Linked DNA regions of Mus musculus: region 1 is linked to region 2. Evidence: chromatin contacts called from public promoter capture Hi-C data. All regions are on one chromosome and are shown on one strand. The core of a region is the stretch at or near the end of the contact, and the rest is flanking DNA. Distances in the headings are between cores, read along the strand shown.

Region 1 (7,364 bases), core at 2,691-5,190, 160 kb after region 2:
TCCCGGGTGACACTTCCCTATAGCCCACCATAAATCTTACACTGACTAGGTGTCCTGCTGACCTCGAGAATTCCAAGCCTTTGTGCCCCCTACACCTTAACTAGCAAGTACTGCCCTGTTAATTTGTAATCACCTCGCCGACAAATTCCTTCGGCTCCCTCCCTTTTTGGTTTTTGCCTTTATAAGCCTGTAAGAAGTTTGGGCTGGGGTCGAACTCCCCTGCCCCCTGCGCGGTGCATGAGTTTCGACCCCAGCATGCTGGCTTGAGCACTCTTTTGTCGTTTGTGTATGTGTGTGCCATTAAAAGCCTCGTGTTGTTACAATGAGTAAGGTCTGAGTGTCCCACTGGGTGCGCGCCGCGCCGCTCCGATCGGGATCTTTCATCCACAGAGATACTTGCATTTTGCTGTTCTGCTTGTCAAATCCAGGTACCCTGGGCCTTCTTCTCGGCTGTGAGTCTCTTATGGACCCCCTTCTGAAGCATATAATTACCAAGGCTCTCCATATCACCAATACCTTGATTAGCTGTGGTGGCCACAGCACAAAGTAGATACACTGCTGTCACCCTGACCCTGTGGATGCTTGATGGCGTGATAGCAGGTAAGGCCAGATTGCCTCTGCTTTGTCTCCCCAGATCCATGTGAGGAGCCTGTCTGACCTCTGACCTCCAGCATAGGCTTAAGACAACAGTTTTCCCTTGTCTCTCCCAAATGCCCAGCTAGGAGTTTGCTGCTGTGGCTTTTTGTTAGTTTGATTTCTTTATTTTTTTCAAGAAGATTTATTTTATTTTACGTGTCTGTGTGTGTGCATATGCCCACATACATGCAAGTGCCCACAGAGGCCTTAACAGGGTGTCAGATCTCCTGGCGCTGGAGATAGCAGCAGTGGTGAGCTGCCTGATGTTGGTGCTGGGAGCTAGACTGCTAAGCCATCTCTCCGGACCGTTTTGTCTTGAGACAGCATCTTGTTTGTAACCCTGGAACTGGCTGGCCTGGAACTCACTGTGTAGACCACAGTGGCTTTGAATGGACAGAAATCCACTTGCTGATACCTCTTGAACGCTGGAATAAAACTGGTGGTGTGGGAGCCCTTCTGCTTCCCACCTGGACTGGGCCAGCATCAGGTATATCCGGAAACTGTAACCCAGAAAAAACCGTTGAGTCTTGGCAAACTCTTAATCCTTTACTGTTGGGTGGTAACAATGGGAGTTTCAATTGTTGGCTCTGTACTTGTGAAACCTGAAGCAAGCATCCCTCCCTCTCTGGGACCCATTTCCTCGATGTAAACTGAATAATAATAAGTCTCTGGCGGATGGTGTTGGGTTACAGAAGGGGGACTGCCTCTATAGTACAGGCCTTCAGAGTAGAAACCATCCTCCAGTGAGGGATTTGTGTGGCCTTCTGAGTGGCATCGAGGAAGTTCCTTTATGACCAACGAGTGAGTTTCTTTGGCTCAAAACAGTTGGCAAAGCAGTTGGTGTTTTTCATGGTCTTAGGCAGGGAGTTAGTGGAATGGATGTGGGGCTTAGAGAGTCTGGGAGTTTGGGGGTGAGATTGCATTTGCTCCCTTTTAGGAACAAGTGAGTCAACTTCCACTCATCCTCTGTGGCAGGAGTCACAGGCCATGTTCTCTGCGCATAGGTCCTTGATTTCCTCGGAAAACACATTTCAAACTCTGGGGCTAGGGCAGAGGTGTAGTTTGGTTGGTAAAGTGCTAGCCTAGCACCTGTGAATCACTGTGTTTGATCCCAGGCACTGAATAAACTAGGTGTGGTGCCTCACACCTGTAATCCCGGCACGGGAAAAATGAAAAGCGGAGGCAGGAGACTCAGAAGGTTGTCCTCTGAGTTCAAGGGTAGCCTGAACTGCCTCAGAACAAATGAGCAATTCAGGGGTTAACTGGCCATTGGGATATCGTTCCAGACCAGGAGGTACTAAGCAGAAGAGACCACAACTGAGTCTCTCTCTCTCTCTCTCTCTCTCTCTCTCTTTTTATTAGATATTTTCTTTATTTACATTTCAAATGTTATCCCCTTTCCTAGTTTCCCTCCCGAAAATCCCCTATCCCTTCCTCCCACCCCCTGCTCACTAACCCACCCACTCCCACTCCCTGGACCAAGCATTCCCCTATACTGGGACAGGACCAAGGGCCTCTCCTCCCATTGATGACCGACTAGGCCATCCTCTGCTACATATGCAGCTAGAGCCATGAGTCTCTCCGTGTGTTTTCTTTGATTGGTGGTTTAGTCTCAGGGAGCTCTGAGGTTACCAGTTAGTTCATATTGTTGTTCCTCCTATAGGGCTGCAAACCCTTTCAGCTCCTTGGGTACCTCATCTAGCTCCTTCATTGGGGACCCTGTGCTCTGTCTAATGGATGACTGTGAGCATCTACTTCTGTATTAGCCAGGCACTGGCAGAACCTCTCAGGAAACAGCTATATATCAGACTCCTATCAGCAAGCTCTTCTTGGCATCTGCAATAGTGTCTGGGTTTGGTAGTTGCACAACTGAGTCCATCTCTAGTTCATGGCAGCTTTCAAAGTCAGGAGTTCATCAGGTTTGGCGGCCCTTGCTTTTAACTCCAGCTTTTTGGAGGCTAGTCTGATGATGTACATGGTGAGCTCCAGGCCATTCAGGGGTATACAGTGAGACTCTCAAAACTAACAAACAAGCAAACAAAGTAAGGGGACTAGAGATGGCTCAGTGGCTAAGTGCAATGGCTGCTTGCTCTTTCAGAGAGCCTGGGTTTTTATTATTATTATTATTATTATTATTATTATTATTATTATTAGACAGGGTTTCTCTGTATAGTCCTGGCTGTCCTGTAACTCACTCTGTAGACCAGGCTGGCCTTGAACTCAGAAATCCGCCTGCCTCTGCCTCCCAAGTGCTGGGATTAAAGGCTTGCGCCACCACTGCCCAGCTCTGGGTTTGATACTTAGCACTGGCATGGTGGCTCACAACTGTTTGTAACTCCAGTCCCAGAGAATTCGAGTTTCTGGCCTCTGTTGGCACCAGGTAGGCATACAAGTGGTGCACAACCATACACGGAAGCAAAATACTCATATACATGAAAATAGATTTAATATAAAAAAAATAATGAGTCGTTCAAGGGCTGGAGATGTTGGTAAGTGGTAAAGTGTTTATCAAGGTGTATGAAGCCATGGGCCAGATCCTCTCTTGGTTCCTTTGTAGCAAGCCATTTCTGTAAATCTGTTTTGTGGCATCGGGGACAGGGGTGACAGGCCACAATTATCGTACCCGCCTTCCAAGGATTACAGGACTTAATTTGCCCAAATTCAACCCAGAGAGCCTGGTACTGACAGAAGAAAGCCTGTGGCCCTGAGGGACCGAGCACCCCAAAGTGGGCTTTCCTTTGAGGCTTTGCAAAGGATAGAAGCATGCTGTTGGGAGGGGAGGTCAGTGATTCATGTCTCTGGACACCAAGGAGGCCAGAGCTCACTGATTGTTGCACAGAGAGAAAGTGGTCGCGCTGAACTGAAAGACAGATCTGCACTCGAGACAACCGCAGTGGCTTTCCTCAGCCTCCACGGGTGATGCACCTTCCTCCGCCTCTTCTAGTAGTTTCCTTCCCTCTGTTTGCTCTGGGCTTCTCTGTAATTCCGAGATTTCCCCATAAAGGAGGCGGGGTCTTGGAGCAGCGGGTGGGCAGTCGCTAGTCTTAGGTTGGGAAAAGGAGCCTCTAGATTACTGTGTGAAAGGAGGCTCCGGTCTCGGGGAGAACCTAGAAGACCCCAGAATGAGGGTGAGGTGTCCGGAGCCTGGAATAAGAGAGGGGTCTTGTAGACAACCTCTTTGGCTTCCCAGACTACAGCCAGGCTTAAGCCGCAGGAGGCGGAGCCTCGGGGTAAGGTGGGGCCTCTAGGGGCGGAGCCGGGGCGGGGCGTGGGGCAAGGGGTGGGGCGTGGAGGTTTGTGTGCACATCCCTCCCTCCTCCGGGCCTCGGGTGTCCCCGTGACGAGGCTGCACCGAGCAGCCGCGGGCCGGGCCCATCCCGCCGCGGCAGTCCCGGGGCGCAGTAGAGGTGAGGCGGGTGGGGGCCAGCAGCACACAGAGAGCCCCAGAACGCCGCCAGGTGAGGCTGGCGAGGTGGGGGGCGGGGGGCTGTGTTGGGCGTGCGTTGGGGGCGTGTTTGAGTATCTGGGGGTGGCGGGGTTAAGAGAGCGGGTCTGAGGGCTGGCGCCTGTGGCTGTTAGCGCGGAGGCGCGTCTCTGCCGTAGGAGTTCTTGGGTATGCTGTGCCAGTCTAGGCACTGCCCGCGGGACTGACAGCGTGCGCGCGCGTATTTGTGAGGGGCCGCCTGGTGTGTATCTGCGTATGCTGTCATTGTGCCCTTCCCGAGCACGGGGTGCAGGCCTGCCTCTGCGCAGACCTTCCAACGTTGGGGCTGTTAACAGCCTGCGGGCGACTGACTCTGCTGCAGGAGGTGCCCGACTGGGGAGCGCCGCCCCCACAGGCCTCCAGAGACCTAAGCGGCCTGAGGACCACAGACAGACACCTGAGGGAGGGAGGGATCTGGAGGCCTGCCTGCATTGCCAGGCTAAGATAGGGAGACTGAGTCAGGTGGGTGGTAAGACAAAGGCAGACAGATAGAGGAAGGATAGAAGTAGGGACCGGAGTGGGGCGAGAACAGGCAGAAAAGGACGTGCTGGGAGGACAGAGAGTCATTGAGAACAGACAGACTGACAGAGGCCTAGACCTGCTGCAAAAAGGGCAATAAGATTAGAATGAAGACAGACACCCAAGAACCTGACAGAGAGCTTAACTGAGGTCTTGGGGTTAAGAGCTTAAGCCAGGAATTAAGTCTGAGTCTAGAGGTCTCTTAAGTCCTGGCTGCCCCTCTGCCAAACACATTCCATCCAAAGTTGGTATATTGCTCTAACCGACCAAACACTCTGACTCTGATTTTGCCATTTGTTTCTTGGTCTTGTCTCACCAGTCTCCCTCCTTGGTATCCCAGCAACCTCACCATTTGGGGGAAAGGAAGTAGTTATAATAACAAGTGTTGACGGACCATTCTTGCCTTGTGTCTAGCCAGAGCCTGAGAGGAGCTGGGGTGGGAAGTTGCAAGGTTCTTTTCTCTTCTCCCACTGTGCTCAGAATGGTGCTGGAAGGAAACCCTGACGTGGGATCCCCCCGGACCTCAGACCTCCAGCACCCGGGGAGCCAGGGCTCTTGCATCCTGTCTTGTCCTGGTGAAGAAGCACTGGCAGGCGAGGAGCCCATCAAGTATGGTGAACTCATCGTTCTGGGGTGAGCCTCCCTAGTCCAGGAGTGATGTGCTTGGGTAACTGTCCCTCAGGTCAGCCAAGATAACAGTGTGCACCGGCTGCTCTCCCAGGACTCTCTGCTTCTTGCCACTTTCCCAGAAGAAGAGCAAAAGTGATCAAACCCATTTCTGTTGTTTTGTTTTGGAGACAGGGTTTCTCATAGCCTTGGCCTGGAACTTGATGAGTAGACCAGGGTAGCCTTGAACTCGGAGATCCACCTGTCTCTGCCTCCCAAGTACTGGGATTAGAGGTATACACCACAACCAGCAGCCGGAGGCAATTCTTAAAGCTGCTCACCACAGTTTGTAATCAGCTAAGAAAAAGAATAGCAAAAAAAGAGTCTGTAAAGCACCTACTGTGTGTAAGTGTGGGATAAAGAATTCTGATTCTGCACAAAAGGTTCCAATTCTACTTCAGCAAGTTGTCAAACTTTCCTGTGCTTTTGTGTCCTTTTTTTTTTTTTTTTTTTTTTTTTTTTTTTTTTTTTGGTTTTTCGAGACAGGGTTTCTCTGTATAGCCCTGGCTGTCCACTTTGTAGACCAGGCTGGCCTCGAACTCAGAAATCTGCCTGCCTCCGCCTCCCGAGTGCTGGGATTAAAGGCGTGCACCACCACGCCCGGCTTGTGTCCTCATTTTGAAGACAAGGTTGATTCTAGCCTCCCAAAGCTTACCTGAAAGAAAGAAAGGTGGAAGAGATTTTTGTAAAGTACATAGACTGGTACTCAGCACATACCAAGCATCTGGGAGGCAGGTAGTACGAAGTTGTGGACATTACTTCATCTCAACCCTCACAAAGATGCTGCGAGGAAGGAGGTGAAGTAAATGAGGCTCAGAGAGGGGAAGTGACTGGTCCAAAAGCACACAGCTCATAAGTGGGAGGGTTGGGATTTGAACCCAGATCTTCTTAATTGTAGGTCTAGCACACTACACTAAGCTGCAGCTCCTCCTCGCATTACAGACGAGAAAGTGGAGGTTATTACAGAGAAATCGATGGGGCTTGCTCTGGTCTTTGCCTGCCTGGACACCTGCATCTTCCATGAAACCCTTCCCCCAGACACAGATGTGTCTCCCTCTGCTGATCCGCTGTCAGATCATGGTGAAGATTAACTATGTAGCACTGGCTGTCACTTGGTCACTTTTATGTGCCACCTTGCCTTTTTTCAAATACCCACAATAGCCAACTCATATCAAGACCTTGCTATAAGAGTAGCAAACTCTATCAAGCATTTTAAAGCACTTTATCTTGTTTAGTTCTCAAAATCAATATTCCAAGTAGGTTCTGACAGATGAGTTCCATTTTATAGAGGTTGTGTGATGAGTTGAAGAGTGGATGTGTGCCAGGCTCCTGTGAGCCCTCAGCCTGTATCCTGGCCTGTCTCCCTCTAGGCTTGCCACTGCTGGTACGTGAGAAGTGCTCACAAGGGTAAATGAGATGTTCCTCATGGAGGAGCGTATATCTGAAAAGCAGCTGCTTCACGTCCTGACAGAGGGAAGGGCTGTATTTCTATCTGGGTGAAGGCAGCTCTCTGTCCTAAGAGGAGGAGGGAAGCCACACTGTGCACAGTGCTACGAGGGAACACATGGAAATCACAGAGGCTGGCGTAGTGCACACACCTGACTCCCAGCACTCACGAGGGAGCAACCATGGTTGCCCCCAAAATCAACAAAAAGAAGAGAGAGGGAATAAAGGAGAGAGATGAGAGAAAAGAAAATAGGAGATATAGAGAAGAACCCCACACCTCGAGAGGCAGAATCTCTGGATGGGTCTAGCGAATATGAATTTAAACAAACTCACCAGGAAATTCTAATTGGTCCTATATTTGGCATCTTCTTGTCTCCCTTTTTGAGACAGGGTCTCACAGAGCTCAGGCCGGCTTCCATCACTCTCCCTATGTAGCTGAAGATGACCTTGAGCTCCTGATCTGTATTCCTCCCAAGTTACAGGCATGAGCCAGCAGACTGCAGTCTGTGGTGCTGGGACTGCAGGCATGAGCCAGCAGACTGCAGTCTGTGGTGCTGGGACTGCAGGCATGAGCCAGCAGACTGCAGTCTGTGGTGCTGGGACTGCAGGCATG
Region 2 (6,823 bases), core at 1,632-4,131:
TCGATATTAGACCCCCATGTGATATCTGTCCACAGTCCCACAGTCAACACCACTCTGCGAAGCTTGGGCGCCCTGTACCGGCGCCAGGGCAAGCTGGAAGCCGCACACACACTGGAAGACTGTGCCAGCCGCAGCCGCAAACAGGTAGGGCTTTCATGGTGGAGGAGGATAAGTAGAGACCTATGAGGCTCCATGTGTGCTTTAGTCAGGTCTGATGCTTCCTGCCCCCTTCAGGGCCTGGATCCTGCCAGCCAGACCAAGGTGGTAGAACTGTTAAAAGATGGCAGTGGTGGACGAGGACACCGCCGTGGCAGCAGAGATGTGGCTGGGCCTCAATCTGAGTCGGACCTGGAGGAGTCAGGGCCTGCAGCTGAGTGGAGTGGGGTGAGTGTGGAGGCTGAGGAGGGCTGTAAGACTACAAAGCAGGGCCTAGAGACTGTTCTTCCCACAGGACGGCAGCGGCTCTCTGCGGCGCAGTGGCTCCTTTGGGAAGCTCCGGGATGCTCTGAGACGCAGCAGTGAGATGCTGGTGAGGAAGCTGCAGGGAGGGGGCCCACAGGAGCCCCCTAACTCTAGGTGAGCTGCTGACCCTCCCATCCCTCTCGGAAAACACTGTCACCAGATCTGCTTTATCATGCCCTCCATCCCAGACCCAACCTGGTATCCCTTTATTATCTCACCTAATATTAACAAATCCTGGCCCTCCTTTTTCTCAGGATGAAGAGGGCCAGCTCTCTTAACTTCCTTAACAAGAGTGTGGAAGAGCCAGTCCAGGTAAGAATGGAGGGCACCTGGTACTAGGCAGCCTAGACCCAGGCCTCTGGGCCCTGTTTTTACTGTGTATGGCCCCACCCAACTTCCCCTGGTGAGTCTTTAGCCAACCACTGCTCTGGTTTCAGGCGGAGATTGGTAGAAACAAGTGGAGGGAGAGGTCAGATAAAGGGAAAACTCTTGCCTTGGGGCAGAGATCCAGTCAACCAGTTCCCACTTGAAGCTCTCAGGTCCTGGTTGTGAGCTAAACTTTAACTTTGGCCAGTCTTAGACTGGCTGTATTTGCACAGGGCACCTAGTTTGGCCCTTTTATCATCCCTTCCTCTTCTGGAATGCTGCGTGTGTGTCGTCCCCCCACCCCCCACGTCCCCCTTCACTCCCAACAGTTTAGGACTAAGCTGCATCCTCTGCCCACAGCCTGGAGGCACGGGTCTTTCTGACAGCCGCACTTTGAGCTCCAGCTCCATGGACCTCTCTCGAAGAAGCTCCCTGGTGGGCTAAAGCTGAAGGGGCAGCCAGTCACCAGAGCCTCCATCCGACATGGTCCCTTCCCCCAGCCCTGCGCATGGGCCTGCTGCTTGTCCTGCCTGCCCCTCCCAAGGACCCCTGTCTTTTCTGTTCAATCTCAGGGTAACTTCCTCCCTTGTCATCTCAGCCATGGCCCTGGAGGACGGTCCTGCCGGCTCCAGCTCTGCTCCTTATTTATTCTTCCAGCAGGGGGCCTTTCTTCCCTGAGTTCAGGGCCTGTGGGAGTGGTGGCCTGTCTACCCAGCCCCAAAGCCAAGAACACTAAGTACTTGCTGTCCCCTCAGCACCTTTGCCCTCCACTCCCGGCCGTTGCTTCTGTATATAGAGAAATAAGTTATTGGCCGTGTGTCATCCTCTCAGCCCTCCTCTCAGTCCACGGTATTCCCGGGCCACCACCTGCCTCTCTCTTATCCAGTGGTACCGCCCAGGCCTTAAATCACCCCGTTCCCAGTGGTGGTATCTCCCAAGCTTCAAGTTCTGGGACCAGAGCCTCCCAAAAGGGGTCCCTAGACCTCTTCGCCTGGTCTTGGAGGGATTCGTTCCACTCCATCTTGCAAATGCCCAGACCCTCACACCACAGGGCCCTGTGCTGCTTCCGGGGACTTAATGCACTGTCCTCCCCCACCCCGCCCCCACCCCAGCCCCTCCCAGGCATGGCCTGACCCCACCCTGGGCACAGCCCATTGAGCCATCCTGCCACGCCATCCTTGCCTCAGCTTCTGATGTCCCCCTTCCTCCCACACAGTAGGAGGGGCTACCCCATTTGTTGGGTAAGGCAGTCACTCTCTATTTTCAGATGTTGCTGTAGAAATAAAGACGATTTGAATCTGAACCGGGCTTGTTTTGAGGAGTCCCAGAGCCCCTGAGCATCCCTTGAGTCGGGTGGAATCGGGAGAGGCTGCGGGAGTGAGGGATACAGGATACACACGCATATCATTCCCTGCCCTCGAGGCTGGAACTAATACTCTGCCATTATCCTGAACTGTTTGGGGGGGATGCTACAGATTTTGGGGTTGCACCTAACACATGCCCTTATGGGGTTCTAGACAATTCTGCCTGTTATGACTTCTTAATACGTTCTTGGACTGAGCTTCCTGAGATGGTTTTTCATATATGTAATACTAGTGATCATATAATCCTGGTACTAAGGCTGCAGTGTCCATTCCACGAAGAACACTGAATAAGTCAAAATTTTCTGGTCCTAAATACGCTACACCTTTTAGTTTCAATCTGCGAACCGAGAGGGTAAAAGTGGCTGCCCACCTCAGAGGCGAAGTATACCTACCTACCCCGGTACTAAACAAGATCCAAACTTGCAGATTAGGTAGCCCAACGAAGATTTTTTTGTAGCTGGGTCGGTTCAGTGATTGGGAAGACTACAGACCCCAGAAGGCCGTTCGCGGGTGGCTTCTGGAGAGTGCACGGCCGCTCTGTTCCCTGAGTTGCGCCTGCGCAGCAGTGGCAAGTCGAATATCCATGGAAACTACAGGTTCCGCAAGGCAGCGCGGCGCAACCCGAGTCGGAAGGATTTGCGCCTGCGCGGCGCGGGCGGGGCCTCTAGGGCGGAGTGGCAACCATCTTGGAACGGGAGGCGGAGCAGAGCCGACTGGGAGCGACCGAGCGGGCCACCGCTGCCGCCATGAACCCCGAATAGTGAGTGAGCCCCGCCCGCGCCGTGCGGCGCAGCCTCGATCCTGTCTATGGGGCTATATGCTTGCCGAAGTTGTCTGGCCTTGGTCAGAACTGCGCGGCGCCCCCACATCCGGGTCCCTCTTCCGCTGACCCCCCCCTTACATCCGGGTCCTGCCCCTCCCCCCGGGATCCCCAGGACCCCGACTCAACACCCCGAGTTCTGCAGCCCGAGGCCCGGAGGCTGCAGCCTGAATGGGCAGCACTTGGAGCCCGCAGCACCAGCCCTCACAGGCCTTTTTGGTTAGGTGACCGTGCAGATTTGGTCTCCCTGAGCTTCAATTTTCCCACCTACAGCTTGACCAAGGGCAGGCGGTTTGGAGCCCATCGCTAGAGTTTCTGATCTCCACAGTCGAGTACTTTGAGTTGGGCTGTGAACCTCTCTGCCTTTGCCTTTCTTCTGGAGCCTCGGTCCCAGGGCTGGCCTAGAAGCTAACAAGACAAGAGGGGACCCCCAAGTCCCTGTTTGATTCACATCCCCTGCAGATCCTTTCCTCCGAGGCTACCATTTGCCCTGCTTGGGTCGTGCTGTCATGGTGCTCCCGGCGGTCTGTTCTTTTCTGTCCTCTCACCTTTGCTCGGGCCTTCAGTGCCACTGTCAGCTGGCTTCCTGTCACACTGCCAAAGAACTTTAGGTGAATGTGGAGTTTGCTTGCTCCCTTGGAGTAGAATTTTTATTCCTCAAGCCCAAACCCTTTGGAGTAGATGGCCGGCATGCAGTTTTGCACCCACGTTATCTTCTTCCCTGTCTCCACTTCCTTTTTCTTCCCCAACTCGAGGCCTCAGATTTCCTTGAGGAGGCTCGAACTCAGAAGTGGGCTTAGGAGGGGGAAGCTACCGGCTGGCTGTCAAAGAGCTTGGAATCTGACAGGCCTGGTTTCCAGTCTCACAGTTTTCAACTGCTTAGGGCAAGTCACCTCCCTTCTGTGACCTCTGGCTTCCTCAGTGGTTGGAAATAACACTCACCCACTTGTGTGCACTGTTGTGAGGGTTTAGTAAAGGGTGATTTCAAGTGCTTCACACAGGGTCAGTTCCAGTTTAGTATTGACGGCTGCTTCCATGGCCACTTGTTGACTGCCTCCTGTTAGTGTGACTTCATCTCAGGCTCTTTCACATTTGTTTTTTGTTTTGGATTTTTCAGACAGGGTTTCTCTGCAGCCCTGGCTGTCCTGAAACTCACTCTGTAGACCAGGTTGGCCTAGGACTCAGAATTCTGTCTGCCTCTGCCAAGAGGCAAGCACCGTCCTCCCCTCACCACACACAGACACACACACACATACACACACTCACACACTCACTCATCACCTCCCATTCCAGCTTCATATTTATTTTGACTTTATGGGTCAGGTTTCCCTTTTGGGTCCTAGACTGGCATACTGTATGGCCTAATGTGATTTTCTTAGTTTTTACCAAATGATACCACATATCTCTTAGCAAACTGTGCTAGCTTATTGGGGGCTAATAAGGGTCAATTTTTTTTACTTACTTTTGTCCCTTTTTCAGAACAGTAGAAGGCTCTAGTGAGCACCGTAGTAGACCAAGCAGAAGTATGCCTTACAGTCCTGCTGTGCTTAGTGCAGGAAGGGACAGGGGAGGACTTCCTGCTTGCCTTCATACCTTCCCATCTTCTCTCGCCAGTGACTACCTGTTTAAGCTGCTTTTGATTGGTGACTCCGGCGTGGGCAAGTCGTGCCTGCTCCTGCGGTTTGCTGTGAGTAAGAAGCACCCCTCTATTATCCACTTGGGGTTCAGGCTGCCACTGGGAGGAAGAAGGGGCAACTCAGAACTCAGTGTAGTTGCAAGTCCTAAGAACCAAGAGTGAGGCTGCTGGAGCCGCCACAGCGAGGGCCCAGGCCTTCCTTGCAAGTTGGGGAGCTTAGAACCTCGCCTGGCACAGTGAGGAGCACAGCAGGGCAGGGACCTGTCTGCTCAGTCCGTTTCACCAGCCACAACCTTTCAGGATGACACTTACACAGAGAGCTACATCAGCACCATCGGTGTGGATTTCAAGATTCGAACCATTGAGCTGGACGGCAAAACCATCAAACTGCAGATTGTGAGTATGACCCCTCTCCAGCCCTCAGGCAAAAGTGGCTTCCTCGGGGTGGGAGTTCTCCCGTGGCTGACCTACCCTTTTCCTCCTGACTCGTAGTGGGACACAGCTGGTCAGGAGCGGTTCAGGACCATCACTTCCAGCTACTATCGCGGGGCTCATGGCATCATTGTGGTGTATGACGTCACTGACCAGGTACCGCTTGCAGCCTTGCCTCCTTAGCCTTGAGTTTTGATTCTTGCTGCTTTTCCTGTTTTCATTTTCCTTAAGCTTTCTAGAAGGGAGACACTATATTGAATCGCTCCATAAAAAGGAAATGGATCCTACCAAACCCTGTCATGGAGTCTTGATAGAACCAGGCTTCATGGCTCCTGCCACTTTATTCTAGACTTTCTAGACTACCATGTTTGGTGACAGTTAATCAGCTGGTTGGTTGCTCTTGGTTCCATGCTTCCTGTCTCCAGATTCGAGGAGCAATTGGAAGGCTTTAGACAACACGTGAAGGAGTCCGGTGTAAGCAGAGATTCTGAAATCCTGTATCTGCTGTGGTGGCTTCAGTCATGTGTCACACTGGCAGCAGCCAACAATTGTCCTGAGTGTGTCTTACAGCTTATAGACACTGTAGCCTTTAGATTTCCTTGGTTGTTTACCCCATTAAATGTGAGTTTCGCTCTGTTACCAGCCTGTCCCAAATTCCTCAGCTTAAGTGGTCCTGAGGTCCTGGGCAGCCACCACTGTGCCTAGCTTCTAATTGGTTGTTTGTTGTTGTTGTTGTTCTTTTGGTTACTTTGAGACAGGGTTTCTCTATGTAGCCTTGGCTGTCCCAGAACTCAATCCGTATAGACCAGGCTGGCCTCAAACTCAGAAACCCGCCTGCCTCTGCCTCCCAAGTACAGGTGTGCGCCACCACTGCCTGGCTATATAACTGTCTTTTGATGCTCATGAGAAGTCCCTCATGTTCCCATCTTAAAGACGGAGACGTGGTACAGGCTGGTGCAGTAACTTGCTAGGGCCTTCCATCTAGTTATAAAAAGCCTGGTCCCCTGACCCATCTGCTTTGCTTTTCCTATTAAGCCTTGTTGCTTGCATCTCGCCAGGGATATGGAAGTGTGATCAGTCCTGGGCTGGGGGAGCCCAGAGGCTGTGATACCCATGTCTTCACTTCCCAGCTCTTCTAAGCTGGGTGACCCAAGTGTCACGCAAAGGTCACCAAGACTTTAGTTACTACCAAAAAGCCCAGTCACCTTCTTGCCCGAATTGATTTCTTGCACTGGTTTTCTTCTCTTTCCTTGAACATTTTTGTAGCTCCCCTGTCGTCTCCCCCACACCCCCACCCCAACTAGCATATACTCAGCCAGGGAGCTGTACACCAACCCCTTTAGTTCTTTTTTTATTGACACACCTTTACTGCCCACTAACCTATATTTTGAGCATCCTGACTGACTCTAGCCTCTTCTGTGGTTTGGGTTTTGTCTTGTGTTCTGGGATTCTTATGTCCCCTGGTTCCCAGCTCTCCGCTGCGCTGTGCTGGCCCTCAGTGTCTGTAATGGGAGCAATCCCGATGCTCTTCTTAGCCAGTGAATGAAATGTCAACGCCCTCGTGCTCAGTCCGTCATCAAAGAAGCCAAGGCATGAATCCAAACAGGAGCCACAGAGAAAGGCGCCTCCTGCCTTGTTCCCCATAGGTTGCTCAGCATCCTTTCTTAGACTACCGAAGGCCACCTGTCCAAGGGTGACACTGCCCACAGTGAGCTGCACACCCCTCCCTCCCCCATCAACCAT

What was found. Promoter capture Hi-C pulls out the DNA fragments that hold promoters and counts their contacts.
Region 1: a contact with region 2 is called in a promoter capture Hi-C map of liver. The contact joins the promoter of Peli3 here to the promoter of Rab1b in region 2. A contact is called at or near these places in 3 of 39 promoter capture datasets (the SN4741 cell line, liver and pre-B cells), 2 of 484 Hi-C or Micro-C datasets (both in embryonic stem cells), 2 of 115 datasets of contacts at active chromatin or transcription factors (bone marrow-derived macrophages and pancreatic cancer cells) and 2 of 9 other capture datasets (adipose tissue and liver).

Annotation. Positions count from the first base shown.
Region 1 is chr19:4,939,668-4,947,031 of GRCm38.p6, reverse strand. It overlaps Peli3 (pellino 3), which reads left to right and starts at 3,940. Exons shown (of 7, transcript NM_172835.3): 1 at 3,940-4,094; 2 at 5,120-5,272. The coding sequence starts at 5,121.
Region 2 is chr19:5,103,054-5,109,876 of GRCm38.p6, reverse strand. It overlaps Rab1b (RAB1B, member RAS oncogene family), which reads left to right and starts at 2,881. Exons shown (of 6, transcript NM_029576.3): 1 at 2,881-2,952; 2 at 4,627-4,699; 3 at 4,949-5,044; 4 at 5,141-5,236. The coding sequence starts at 2,939. Klc2 (kinesin light chain 2) reads left to right here. Exons shown (of 16, transcript NM_008451.3): 12 at 36-144; 13 at 235-384; 14 at 452-576; 15 at 717-774; 16 at 1,189-2,131. The coding sequence ends at 1,272.